Linked DNA regions of Mus musculus: region 2 is linked to region 1. The links are chromatin contacts, called in public Hi-C maps. All regions are on one chromosome and are shown on one strand. Each heading gives the region's core, a stretch centred on a gene start, on an enhancer-like site or on the middle of the called end of the contact. The rest is flanking DNA. Distances are from core to core; before and after follow the strand shown.

What was found. Hi-C and Micro-C count contacts between places; a contact is called where the count stands out from the background.
Region 2: a Hi-C map of bone marrow-derived macrophages shows a contact between it and region 1, with 9 read pairs. The contact joins two enhancer-like sites. A contact is called at or near these places in 1 of 484 Hi-C or Micro-C datasets (bone marrow-derived macrophages), 1 of 115 datasets of contacts at active chromatin or transcription factors (fibro-adipogenic progenitors) and 1 of 9 other capture datasets (embryonic stem cells).

What each region holds. Positions count from the first base shown.
Region 1 is chr8:127,327,012-127,333,086 of GRCm38.p6, forward strand. The region is part of intron 5 of Pard3 (par-3 family cell polarity regulator); the gene reads left to right. Among named protein-coding and RNA genes, the nearest start is that of Gm9909, 120 kb to the right of the region's middle. Within about 2 kb of position 3,455, at least 39 of the 459 cell types and tissues checked have an H3K27ac peak or open chromatin away from gene starts, as enhancers often do. A contact at or near this core is called in bone marrow-derived macrophages, where this site is marked.
Region 2 is chr8:128,446,370-128,452,772 of GRCm38.p6, forward strand. All of the region lies in intron 6 of Nrp1 (neuropilin 1), which reads left to right. Among named protein-coding and RNA genes, the nearest start is that of Gm32643, 43 kb to the right of the region's middle. Within about 2 kb of position 4,437, at least 40 of the 459 cell types and tissues checked have an H3K27ac peak or open chromatin away from gene starts, as enhancers often do. A contact at or near this core is called in bone marrow-derived macrophages, where this site is marked.

The DNA of each region.
Region 1 (6,075 bases), core at 2,205-4,704:
GTATTGCAAATGATAATAAATGACTCTGCTTACGAGGCAATTTAAAATTATTTGTTTTAGAATGCGGTGATTGGTAGGCTCCACGTATAGGGATCATGCATTATTCTCCATGATTCCTACATATTTTCTGCATCTATCCCCAGTGTCCTGTGGAGAGTAGGGCTGGAGAGGGACCTGGGTGCGTGCTCCCCTCAGAACACCCCACCTTCCTGGGGAAGCCTTTCTGGTCACTGGCAGAGCTCCTTTTTTCTCCTGAGAGAAAAGAAGCGTTTTACCCTTTCACATGCTTAGTAACACAAGCCCACAGTGGATTTTTGATGTGTGTGTCAGTCAGCATTGGAAACCTGCACTTCAGACAAGCATACATGCCTGTGTCTCTCAGCTTGCTTGCTGTGCAGGAGTTCTGTAGGTTTCCCCTGTACCTGTGCATGTGGGGACTGATGCTGCTCTGTAGCTTTGGGTTTGTCCTCCATGAAGGTTGAATGATGTCACCTGCATGTAGTGCAGATTCAGGTCAATGCTGTAATACTTCTGGGAGGCTGCTTCTCTTTCCACTTCATTTTAGGCAAGAAAAGGTTCATTCATGGAATCCTGAGTAACCTTTTAGGAAGGGCTGTTACATGGTAGGCTGAGGATAGAACCCATGGCCTTGCACATGGCAGGCAAGTGCTCTGCTGTTGAGCTACAGCCCAGCCCTGCTGTTACTGTCTTGAATCGCCTTTTCTTCTCTCACACTGGAAGCACCATTTGGAATGCTGAGCTTGCTCACTGCCATCCCCAGTGTTCATCCTTTCAGAGATGGAGTCTTGCTCCAGTGGCATCTCATCAGAATTAGAATACAGTTTAATCTTCTTAAATCATTTTTAGTCTTCTTCTGAAGAATTAATTTAGTCTTAGTCCTTATGCCCACCTTTATATATCCTTTTGCTTGGGACTTGGAGGTGTGTGTGTGTGTGTGTGTGTGTGTGTGTGTGTGCGCGCGCGCGCGCGCGCGCAAGCTCCCATGTACACATGCACTCGCCTTCTGATCACCTCTGCTTGGTACTACCTAAGCATATGGGCCTCTGTGATCTGATAGAGCTGGGGGGCAGTTGTCACTCATTCACTTCTGGAGCCCTTCAAAGGCTGCTTGTCAGGATTGTTTTCTTTATCTTTCTATCTATCTATCTATCTATCTATCTATCTATCTATCTATCTATCTATCTATCTATCATCTATCTATTCATCCATTATCTATTATCTATCTCTATTATCTATCTATAATCTATCATCAATCATCTCTATATATCATTTATTATCTATCTATCTATCTCTCTACCTACTTACCTACCTATCATCTCTTATACATCTATCTATTATCTATCTCTATCATCTATCTATAATCTATCATCAATCATCTCTATATATCATTTATCTATTATCTATCATCTGTCTATCTCTCTATCTACCTACTTACCTACCTATCATCTCTTATACATCTATCTATTTATCATCTATTATACATCTATTTATCTAGCTATCATCTATCTATCTATCTATCATCTATTATAAATCTAGCTAGCTAGCTATCATCTATTATCTATCTATCATCTATCATCAATCATCAATCTATAATCTATCATCTACCTATTTATCTGTTATCTATCTATCTACCTACCTAACATCTATCTGTCCATCTGTCCATCTACCTATGTCATCTATCCATCATCTGTCTATATCTAGCATCTATCTATAATCTATCCCCTGACTGTCTATTATCTATCATCTATATATCATTTATCTATTTTTCTATTATCTATCTATCCCTTCTGCCTTCATTGCTCTGTGAGATTACATGTATGTGCCACCAAACCCAACATAATGCAGTCTAGAGGACAGCACTCAGAACTTTGTGTTTACCAGGTAAGCACTGTACCTACTGAGCCACATCCCTCAGCCTGTTTTGTCCTTTTTGCTGGCTGTGATTACTACCTTCTGCTGCTTCTTTGATTGATGGAGCTGAAAGCCTGCAGGGAGACAGGAGGTGAGTCAGAAATTCTGAGCAAAAAAACCAGTCAGGTGGTATATGGAGTGACATTTGTGGAATCTTAGTGTTCACTGCTTTTCTTGCCCGTGAATACACTGTTACAGTCAGCCTGGCTGGATAAAGACACATTATTTTATAAATCCTTGACCTTCAGGTGCCTTTTCCTGTGCTCATTGCGGTCGGCCTTAAAGCCCTTTGTTGGAGCATTGTGCTCAGATGATGGGGAAAGATGTGTCTGTCTCTGATGTGCAGTGCACTGTTCATACCTCTGCTTCTCACTCTTCTTAACATTTGCTGTTTATTTTTGTGTCTTAGGAGAGGTAGAACTACTGTCCACTTTAGGAATACTAGTCAGAAAATTACATCAGCATTTCTATCTTATAGTATATTCTTCTCAAAACCTATTTCTGATACCCTGCCTGGAGAATAGGAACCGTTTAAAAGACATTTATTTATTTAGTTTAGTTTAGTTTGGATAGAGACAGTTTTTTGGTGGTGGTTGTTTTTGTTTAATCAGTTCCTTTGTAGGTTTTTCCTATCACGATCAACTTGGTTTTGGAGCAGTCCTGAAAATGTTGCTTTTAAGTGTTCGAGCAATTCATTCGCTGGTTTTGGTTTTGGCCACCTGTGTGGCCTGTGATATTTCTGTGATGGTTCTGTATTGATGAGGGGCCTTTTTCCCCTTTGCTTTTTCTGATGTTCAGGTCTCAGGTGAGACCCTTGTGAGTGTTTCCAAGGTACTCTACCAACCCAGTAGTCTCTCCAGCACAAGCTAAGTCAGACTTTTTAAGTAGCTGAGAAACTATGTAGAGATTAAACTACTGGAGAGAAGTGTGGTTATTTTTACTACATCCAGCTGAAGAGATTGGTGGGCTGGGACATTTGAATTTCTTTTCATACGGGGCAGTATTTTTTATCTTCTCTAAGCTAAGCACATACTAGTTCCTAATTTTGATGATTTAGTCTTTACAATGCTGGGTGATGGAGCAGCCCCAAAACACACACACACACATGCTTGTTTTCTTCAAGAGTTACAATTTCCAAGTTGAGAAATGAAACTGTAATGTTGATATTCATTAGTTGAGCCCTCTGGTAAACATGTTTCTTGTCCTGTCCAATGCTCTCGGTTCAAAGAAGAAACTCATTAACTGGCCCTTTGTGCTTTAACTTTTACCTAGACAGAAGTATGGTGTGATGGCACTGTCATCCCCCTTAGATGTCTTGATTTGCCTGTGGGTGCTCACTCTGCCCCTGTTCCTCTAAAGAAACAATGGCCTTTGGCGTGCCAAGGTCTTCACTTCCCTCCTGCTTGCCTTGTCAGTCATGTGGTTTCTCCCTTGCAAATCTCTTTGCTCCAGTCATTCCTTCAGTGGGTGTTTGTTCAACTGGAGCCCCCCTCCCCCCACAAGCCTTCCTCACGCAGGCTCTGCCCCTTAGAGTACAGAGGCTTGGTTCCTCTTTTGTCCCTTGACAGATCCTTCCCCTCAGGATGACATCTGTGTTTCTGCCCACCACCCTCCTCTTGGCCACGTTACCAAAGTGAGTTTGCCGTGGCTTCTCCCAGTGTCCACGTAGACACAGCCCAGACAGTCACCATGCTTTACCTATCCATAGCATCCAGAGGTAGTGAAGCTGACAACTAAGAATAGCCATCACATACATATAAATTTTATTCGAGATTTGTGCGGTTATACAATTGATACTTCTTGACAACACTGCTTGTTATATAGCACCTGCCTGTGACAGGGAAGACTGAAGACATGTTACAGAGGAAAGGCCTGAGGGCTGAAGAGAGACGGAAAGTCTGTCTGTGTGAAGCCGTGGTCCTGCTTTGAAAGTGATGGAGGACACTGCCTTTCTTATCTAAGTGTTGGCCTGTGCGCTTCCTTGGGGACAGCCTCCTAATTGAACTCGGATGTGAGAGCTAAGCAGCTTGCACCATCAGCTGCCCCTGCCGATCTCTGTGTGTCCTAATGAGCTCTGCTGATTGAGAGCTGGTCCTGTTTAATCCTGGGAGAGCCCAGGAGTCTGTCTGAGCTTTGCTGAGCTGCTGTGACCCAGTTAAGTGAGGTTCTTAAAAGGACATGGGGGGGGGGTGGGAGGAAAAATCCAAAAATGTTGATGTAAGTCCAAGACACCTGTCAATTTTGTTCTCAAGGAAACATTAAATTATTCTTCATGTCTACAACTAAGTAAATTCCCTGCTTCCTTTGCAAATGGTATTTGAACAAAATATTTGATTGTGTTGGATAATTTGTGGACATTAGAATTGGGCCTAACAGTAAGCACTCTGTAGTGAAAACATTGTGATTTTTCTGAGAGCTTTTTTTCTTTAGATCCAGGGGTTTCTTCATTCTCGCTAGACTGTAAATGTATTGTTCTATCATCTATGGCTGCGAGCTGGGAAAGTTTCACCTGTATAGGCATTTGTTTGCTTTTTTCCTCACTAGAGGGACAGTATGATTTTGTGTCCGTTTACAGAAATTGCATATACTATAAATTCTAGCACACCATCAATATGCTTGGCATAAGATTTAGACTCTTGTGATCATTTTATTTAGTCAACACCCACCCCTCCCCAAGAAACACTTCTAATTCATATAGATATTTGATATGAAAACCATGTTGTGATTTTGAAATTCTTTCCTGTCTGCCTATGCATCTGCCACATGTGTGTGGGTAGATGCATGCAGGGGTCAGAAGAGGGGATTATATCACTGGGAATGGAGTTCCAGGTGGTTATGAGTGAGCACTATTAATCACTGAGCCATTTCTCCAGACCCTTAAATTATTTTCTAATTAAAAAAAAGTTATTTAACTTTATTTAATGTGTTTGGATGTTTTCCTTGCACAAAGTTTATGTGCCATTTGCATGCAGTGCTCAACTAGGCCAGAAGAGGGCAGCAGAGTCCCTGGAACTGGAGTCCCTCCTTAGCTGTCATGTGGATCTGGGAATTGAAACCAGGTCATCCAGGAGGGCATCCAGAGCTTTTCACTGCAGAGCCATCTTTCTTCCCTTGGAGTTATTTTCTGATAGAAAGGAAATACTGTTCATTATGATATTCCACAGAAGTGTTAATTGAATTGATTCCGATGTAAAAATGATCCCACACCAATTGTTGTTGTTTTTGTTTCCTAAGTGTCCATTACACATGTAAGCTATTTGCAAGCCCTTCCTCTTCCCTGTGGAATACAGTACAACTTATGGACAGAGTAGGGCTAATACGGACACACTCTTGGTATTGCTGTTGTTTGTGGTGAGATTTCATGTATCACAGGTTGACTTCCAACTCACGGTATAGCTGACGATGACCTTGAACGTCTGCTAAAATACCAGTACCCATAACATTTTGTTATTTGTTCCCCTTTTAGTGTGTGTGTTGCATGTATATATGTATGTCTGTAAGTGATAGGTTTATTTCTCTGCTGCCAGTGAAATGAGCCAATTCAAGCCAGATTGCATCGTATTAAAGGCAGGTGTACTGGGAAGTTACTCCCTGGCAAGTTCACTGGCTCTAAGGATTGAAGCCAGGGGAGTCACCATAGGGAGAGGGGAAAGAGAGAAAGGACTTGTGTGCAGAGAGAGAAGAGGAGGAGGAGAAGGAGGAAGAAGAGAGAGAGAGAGAGAGAGAGAATATGAATCGCAAAATGTCTGAATTATATAGAGTAGCGCTTCTGGGGAAGGTCAGCCTAGACCCTGGGTGGGAAAGTTCAAGGCTGGGGCAGGGCATGCCAGGTAGGGACTGTAGGGACTGAGGGACACTAGGAGAACCTTGGAGGCCAGGTCTGCTTTGATAAAACTTGTACCTTAGTCCCTTGTCCAGGGTCTAAAACCATGCAGTATGAATGCATTTGTGTAGGTATGTGTGCACGTGTATATGGAAGTCAGAGATTGATGTTGTGTCTTCCTTTCTTGCACACTCCTACACACACACACACACACACACTTACTTTATTTTACCCAGGCAGATGCATACTCTCACTTAACCAAGAACTGTTGGATCTGACTAGTCTAGTTGGCCAATCTGTCCAATGCATGGATCCTCTGT
Region 2 (6,403 bases), core at 3,187-5,686, 1.1 Mb after region 1:
GGAAAACCGTGTGAAAGGAAGCTGTCAGAGTTTATAGGGCAAATGACTGATGGAGGCCATTACTCCCATCTGTAAGCCTTTAGTTTCCAGAAATTTCCCCCACCCCCCATTTGTTTTTTAAACCAAGATTTTAGGCAAAGGAGAAATCAAAGGCATGATTGACTGTGGAATAGGCAGATGCCGACTATAATTGCGTATCTCTGGTCAGTCATTTAGGAATCACCCCAATGTAGCAAAAAGACTCACATGAGCAGAATAGAACAACTACATTGTATTGGGGGGAAAGGGTGGTACATCTGTGCATAGACAGGTATGTGTGCATACGTGTAGAGGCCAAATGATAAACTCAGGTGCCATTCCTCAGCAGCTACTCACCTTGTGTTTGAGACAGTGTCTCACAAACCTAGAACTCACCAGATAGGTTAAACAGGCTGACCAGTGAGCTACAGAGATCCTTCCCTGTGCTGAGGTAATGTGTGTACCAATTGCAACAGCTTTCTGCGGGCTTTGGCAGTCAAACTCATGTCTTTAAGCACTTCACTGACGGAGCCACCCCCTAGCCCCAGAACAGCATTTTAAACAGAAAGATTCCTTCTCTCTACTTAATATTTTCTTGATTGGTTTAGTTTGAAATCTTTTTAAGCTTCCAAGAAACTAGGAAGGGGTGTGTGTGTTTGTGTGTGTGTGTGTGTGTGTGTGTGTGTGTGTGTCTGTGTCTGTGTATGTGTGTCTGTATGTGTTTGGGTGTGTGTGTCTGTGTGTGTTTGGGTGTGTGTGTGTGTGTGTGTGTTTGGGTGTGTGTGTGTGTGTGTGTGTGTGTGTGTGTGTCTGTGTGTCTGTGTGTCTGTGTCTGTGTTCTTTGATATGCCTTGGAACCAGCTTAGCTCTGTTTCTGCCTGGAGTCTGCCTACTTTCTGTAGCCCTACAATGACACAGATTGAAAATTAGGTAAGCCTTATGACTTTTGGTGGTGCATAGACTTTGATGTTACTTTTGCCAAAGTACAAGAAAGGTATGAAGAACTGCTCACACATAAACACCCTAGGCTGCCAGGCTTGTCTTTGCTCCTTAACAGGAATGTGAGTGGCCAGGACCAAGTCTTTGAGATTCTGTAGATACAGTAGAAGAGCTATTGCATCACTGCTGCCCATTTAGCCAACTTCCAGAAGAGACACTAAGTTCCTGAGAGGACATTTGAGAAATGAATAACAAGGACCACTCCATAACCCAACCAGGAAGATTCAATGGCACTCAAGCTTTAAGTAACAGCCTTTCTAAAGGACCGGAAAGCTTGTGGAGAGTTATAATATGCGTAGTGCAAAATATGCGGATAAGAGTAATTGCATTCCACCTTACTGTTCGTGGCCTAGACACTTTCTTCTTGACTTTAATATCATGCAGTTGTCTTTGGTTTGGAAGAAAGGGGTTTTAGATCTTGCCAACCATGCTGGACTTAGAACAGCATTGAATTTAATCGCAGGGAACACTGATGCCATCTGCTAAGGATTAGGGGTGTTTAGGAATAGTGAATAAAACTTCAGAAGACTCACTCCTCTGAAATTATAATTTACACACACACATGTGCATATACATATACACCAACTACAAAACTACTAAGGAAAAATGTACTCACAATCTAATGGCCCTGGTGTAGGGGTGTGCATGATATGTCCTCAAATAGTCCCCATAATAACATGAGGCATAACTGAATATTGTCTCTTGAAGAGAGGAAGAAACAAAAGCTTGAATTGGAATCTTAGCCAGGTCATTCTTTCTTGTCAAAGTTACACAACCACTTCCTAGGTCTCTGCCTTTGGCCACGACATGCCTACCATAACCCCCTGATTTTCCTAAGCCCAGAATCTGCTGAGCAGTTCAGTGCAGCCTGTACACTCTGTACTGAAAATGTTTTTGTTTGTTTACTTGCCTTTTTTCCCTCTCTTACTGCAGGACAGAAATCTTGTAACTTTTCTCTTAACCCTCACAATGAATGTATAGACACACCAAACACTTACTTGCATTGTAAATGAATAATTGCCAGTCACTGCCTTTCCTCCAGGGTAGGATGCCCTGCACAGGTTCAAGCTTCTGTTCACACTCACTTACCTGTCCTTAAGGTTTGAGGACCCAATGTGGCATCTGAACAGCAAAGCTGCACACAATCAGTGTAATGTTTTCTCAAAGTGCTTTGTTTCTAGTGTAGACATAAAGCTTCATGCAAGATAGAGGAGTGTTGCTGGCTCAAAAGTGGAATCTCGGGAGAGCATCTCTCCTTCATGGGAATGCCTGGTGTCCCAGAGGCAGAGAAAACAATTCAGCCATACAGTGATGCTAAGCTTGGAGTTAAACCACAGTGAGGATTCCTTGTCTCTGTAACTATCATCTGCTTCATGTCTAGATTCCTGCGTTTTACAAAGGTCCACAAAGGAGTGTGGGGTCCATGTGATGTGTTAGTGATGTATTTATGTAGTATATGCTTGTCTCTGTGGTATATGTATGTATATATGTATGTATGTATGTGTGTATGTATGTATGTATGTATGTAGTATTTCTCTCTCTCTCTCTCTCTCTCTCTCTCTCTCTCTCTCTCTCTCTCGTGTGTGTGTGTGTGTGTAGGGTATGTGTGTGGTATGGTGTGGTGTGGCTATGTGTGGTATGTGTCTGGTGTGTTTCTTAATGTGTAATGTGGTATGTGTATGTGGTATGTGTGGATGAGTATATATGGATTATCTCTATGTGTGTAGTATATATAGCTTGGAGAAAGATATGAATTGTGTATAGATCTCTGGTGTGTATGTGTGCATGTATGCATGTGTGATCTCTCTCTCTCTCTCTCTCTTTCTCTGATGTATCAGATATGTGTAGTGTGGTATTTGTGTGTACCTATGTGTGGTATGTCTGACTATGTGTCTGTGTGTATGGTGCATGCTTCATTATGTGGTGTGTGTGTCTATGCGTGTGTCTACATACCTATGTGTGGGGTATGTGTGATATCTATGTCTGTGTGTGTGAATTCATATGTTTGATTGTATGGTGTCTGTGTGTGTGCATGTGTATGCGCGCGTGCGTGTGTGTGTGTGTGTGTGTGTGTGTGTGTGTGTGTGTGTGTTGGAGTCTGAAGACACCCTTGTTCTCTAAGTAAAGTCTGCCAAAAGATAAAAGACAGAGGAGCAATATTAATTTCTGGTAGGCAACTGGGTAAGATTTTGCTATTCCTTTTGCCTCTTTCTCATGAACCCTGACAAAGAACCAAGTGGAACTGCTTACTAGTCAAGGACTAACTCACAATTAAATTTTTGTTTTTAAGTTGGTTCTACTGGTTTGTGGGTTAACACTAGAAGAGTGTCAAGGAATCAGATCCAGCTGCAACCGGAACTTGGTTTTCTCTTAACTATGGTCAGAAGGATTCATTCACGTGTCTAAGATTACCAGAGAATGTTGGATCTTTGTCTTGAACTTTAAAAAAAAATCCATAACTATCAGCTTATTCTTCCACCATATAATAATATTCAAAGTAAACTCTTCCAGTAGCCTTGTGTGCAGTTTAAAGTAATCAACAAGGTAGTCACAGATGGCCTCATATTTCCCATAACTGCACAAAATATTTAATTTCCAAAAAAAAAAAAAGCTGTTGGATTATATTTTTGCTGCCACCGAACTTGAAGACCAGCATGGGGTGCCTTGAGCCACACAGGGTGACTCTGGACCAGGGAATATGACAGTTTGTTTCTCAGTTTATTTATCCATAAAATTTTCCTTGTTTGATAGGTGGTTTGAAGGAGGTAACACATTTAAGTTTTACCCTTAAATTAAATACCCTAAACACAGAGGCTGCATTGCAGATTTTCTATTAAAAAGAACAATTTTAGTTATCAGCATTTTTCTAAATAAGACAATAATCGTGACAAAATAATATAGATAAAGAATTATGTTATTAACCATCAGAGGATTATGTTATTAACCTTAGGTGGTTGTGTTCTGATTAGCATCTATAAAAAGCCAGAGATCCTGAGTTTCAAGCAGACAATGGTCAGATGCTGTGAATCAGCCCACTCAGCCTAGAATAGCTGAGGTCTACATGCCTGGCTAGGTCAGAAAACATGTGTTTTATCTAAGGAAATGAGACAATTACTTAAAAATATTTTCTTTAGCTTTAGTATCAACTGATGAATTAAACAGCCTTGAGTCATCAGAGATGTTCTGAAGAAAACCTGCCATGTCTTCCCCTCACAAGCAGACTTTCCGGTTTTTAATCAGACCTCAGTTCTTTGTCCTTTATTTTCTCAGGCTGTTGTGCTGGCCTGCCAGGGGAGCATTAAAAGCTGATAAATGCTCCCTTGCCAATGCTCACTCACGGGGCCGTATTTTATTGAGCAAGGCAGATTTTCATTTTGGAAATGAGGTTTTCCACATTACATTACCAATGGCCGGTTGTGCGCAGTCATGGCAAGCAGCGGCAAGCATTTCATGGCTCAAAGGCTACGAGCTGTGTGATTTACTATACAATGCTGAGAAATGCTGCTTCGTCCTCCAGTGATCCTCAGTAAAATGTGGGCCTTTCCTTGCCTCTCTGTATCTGGGGAATGTGTTTCCTGTTATTGTGAAGACAATGCCTTTGGCCGTAAAGTGTTTATTCTTGTAGATACCTGAACAGAAAGAGCAAGGAAGGAGTCAGGGGACCCCTGCCTTCCAGGGTCCCCAGCAGTAGGACCAACGCTGCTCCCTATCTCACACCTACAAGGAAAAGCTGGTGATTTCTTTGTTTCTGCCTGATAGCTCTTTGTTCAAAAATAAGATATGGTGAGAGAATCTAGACTCTTTGAATTTTATATCAATGTTGGAAACAGTGTCTTATTGAGTCACTTATGTCCACTGAGCTGTGAAAACTGGCTCAGGAAGCAGCCACTAGAACTCCAAAGTCTGATGAACTTCTGAAGATAGTGTACATACCACTGGATACTTTCCAGATGTTGATGTGTGTCATACCCCCAGTGGGAAGTGCTCAACGAGCTGAGAAAACCATTTGATGTTCAATGGCACATGTGCCTACCCCCACTCCATATCCCTCCCCACCATCCCTCATCACAGAATTCCTCCAAATTCAGACCTGAAAACACATCCATCTTCCAGGCAAGAATATGACAGCTAGAAAGTAAAGATATACTCTAAAACTCCGAAAGTTAAGGATATTCTACAAACTCAGAAAGTAAGGACTCTCAAATAATCAGGAGACAGTGAGAGAAGAGAAGTTGCCTGGGTTTGGGAAGCATATTACCTGATCGTAGTACCTGTGAGCCTAAATATCTGTGGGGAAAGAGAGCAACATGCAGGAAAGGAACCCTCCAGAACACAGCGGGGGTGCACTGTGGAGAACTTCCCTGAACAGTGCTGGCTTCTCTACTATTCCTGCTGTTTGTCTTAAGTGTACCATTCTTGTGGCCTGGAATAGAAGGTGGGTGAAAGCAAAGCAAAGTCCGGACATGGACGAGGATGGATCTGGAGATTCTACATTATCTCCACAGCTGCTGACCACTGCCTTCCAATTAGTGTCCTTCAGAGTCCACGCATTTAAGACCAACAGTGTCTGCTAGTGTGAGAAGCATAGCTGGCTACTTGGTGCTGACTGTTTCATCTTTACAGATCTTCATGGTCAATTCTGCTCTTCCTGTGTGCCCCACTCCCTTCCTCTTCCTGTCTACTTGCAGAATCCTACTATAGAATCTTTGCTACACACTTGGACATCACAGTCAGCTGTGAAATGTCTCCCCTCCCCCACCCTTCCCAATGTTTAACGTTGCATCTTTTCTTTCCTGTTTCATACTGTGTATGTCAGCCCTTCCTAAGGTCACACATTTGAAGTTGCCACAGATTTGCTATCTGTCCAAATCTACTGAACACACCTCTCTAGAGTCAATGATTATTACATTAAGTCCAATACCGGAGGGCTCAAAAGTAGCAGGACATAAATCCATCAGTATGGGGTGATACCCTTAAAATGGTGATGAGGTTAGGTGTGGTGGCACATACTTGTCATCTCAGCACTCAGAAGGCTAAGGCAAGAGAAGCCTGAGAGTTCCAGACCAGTTTTGGCTAAGTAGTGGGTTCTAGATCAGCCTAAACTTCACAGAACCTGTGTGTGTGTGTGTGTGTGAGAGAGAGAGAGAGAGAGAGAGAGAGAGAGAGAGAGAGAGAGAGAGGAAGGAAGGAAGGAAGGAAGGAAGGAAGGAAGGAAGGAAGGAAGGAAGGAAGGAAGGGAGAGAGAAAGAAAGAAAGAAAGAAAGAAAGAAAGAAAGAAAGAAAGAAAGAAAGAAAGAAAGAAAGAAAGAAAGGAAGGAAGGAAGGAAGGAAGGAAGGAAGGAAGGAAGGAAAGAAGGAAGGAAAGAAGGAAGGAAGGAAGATATTG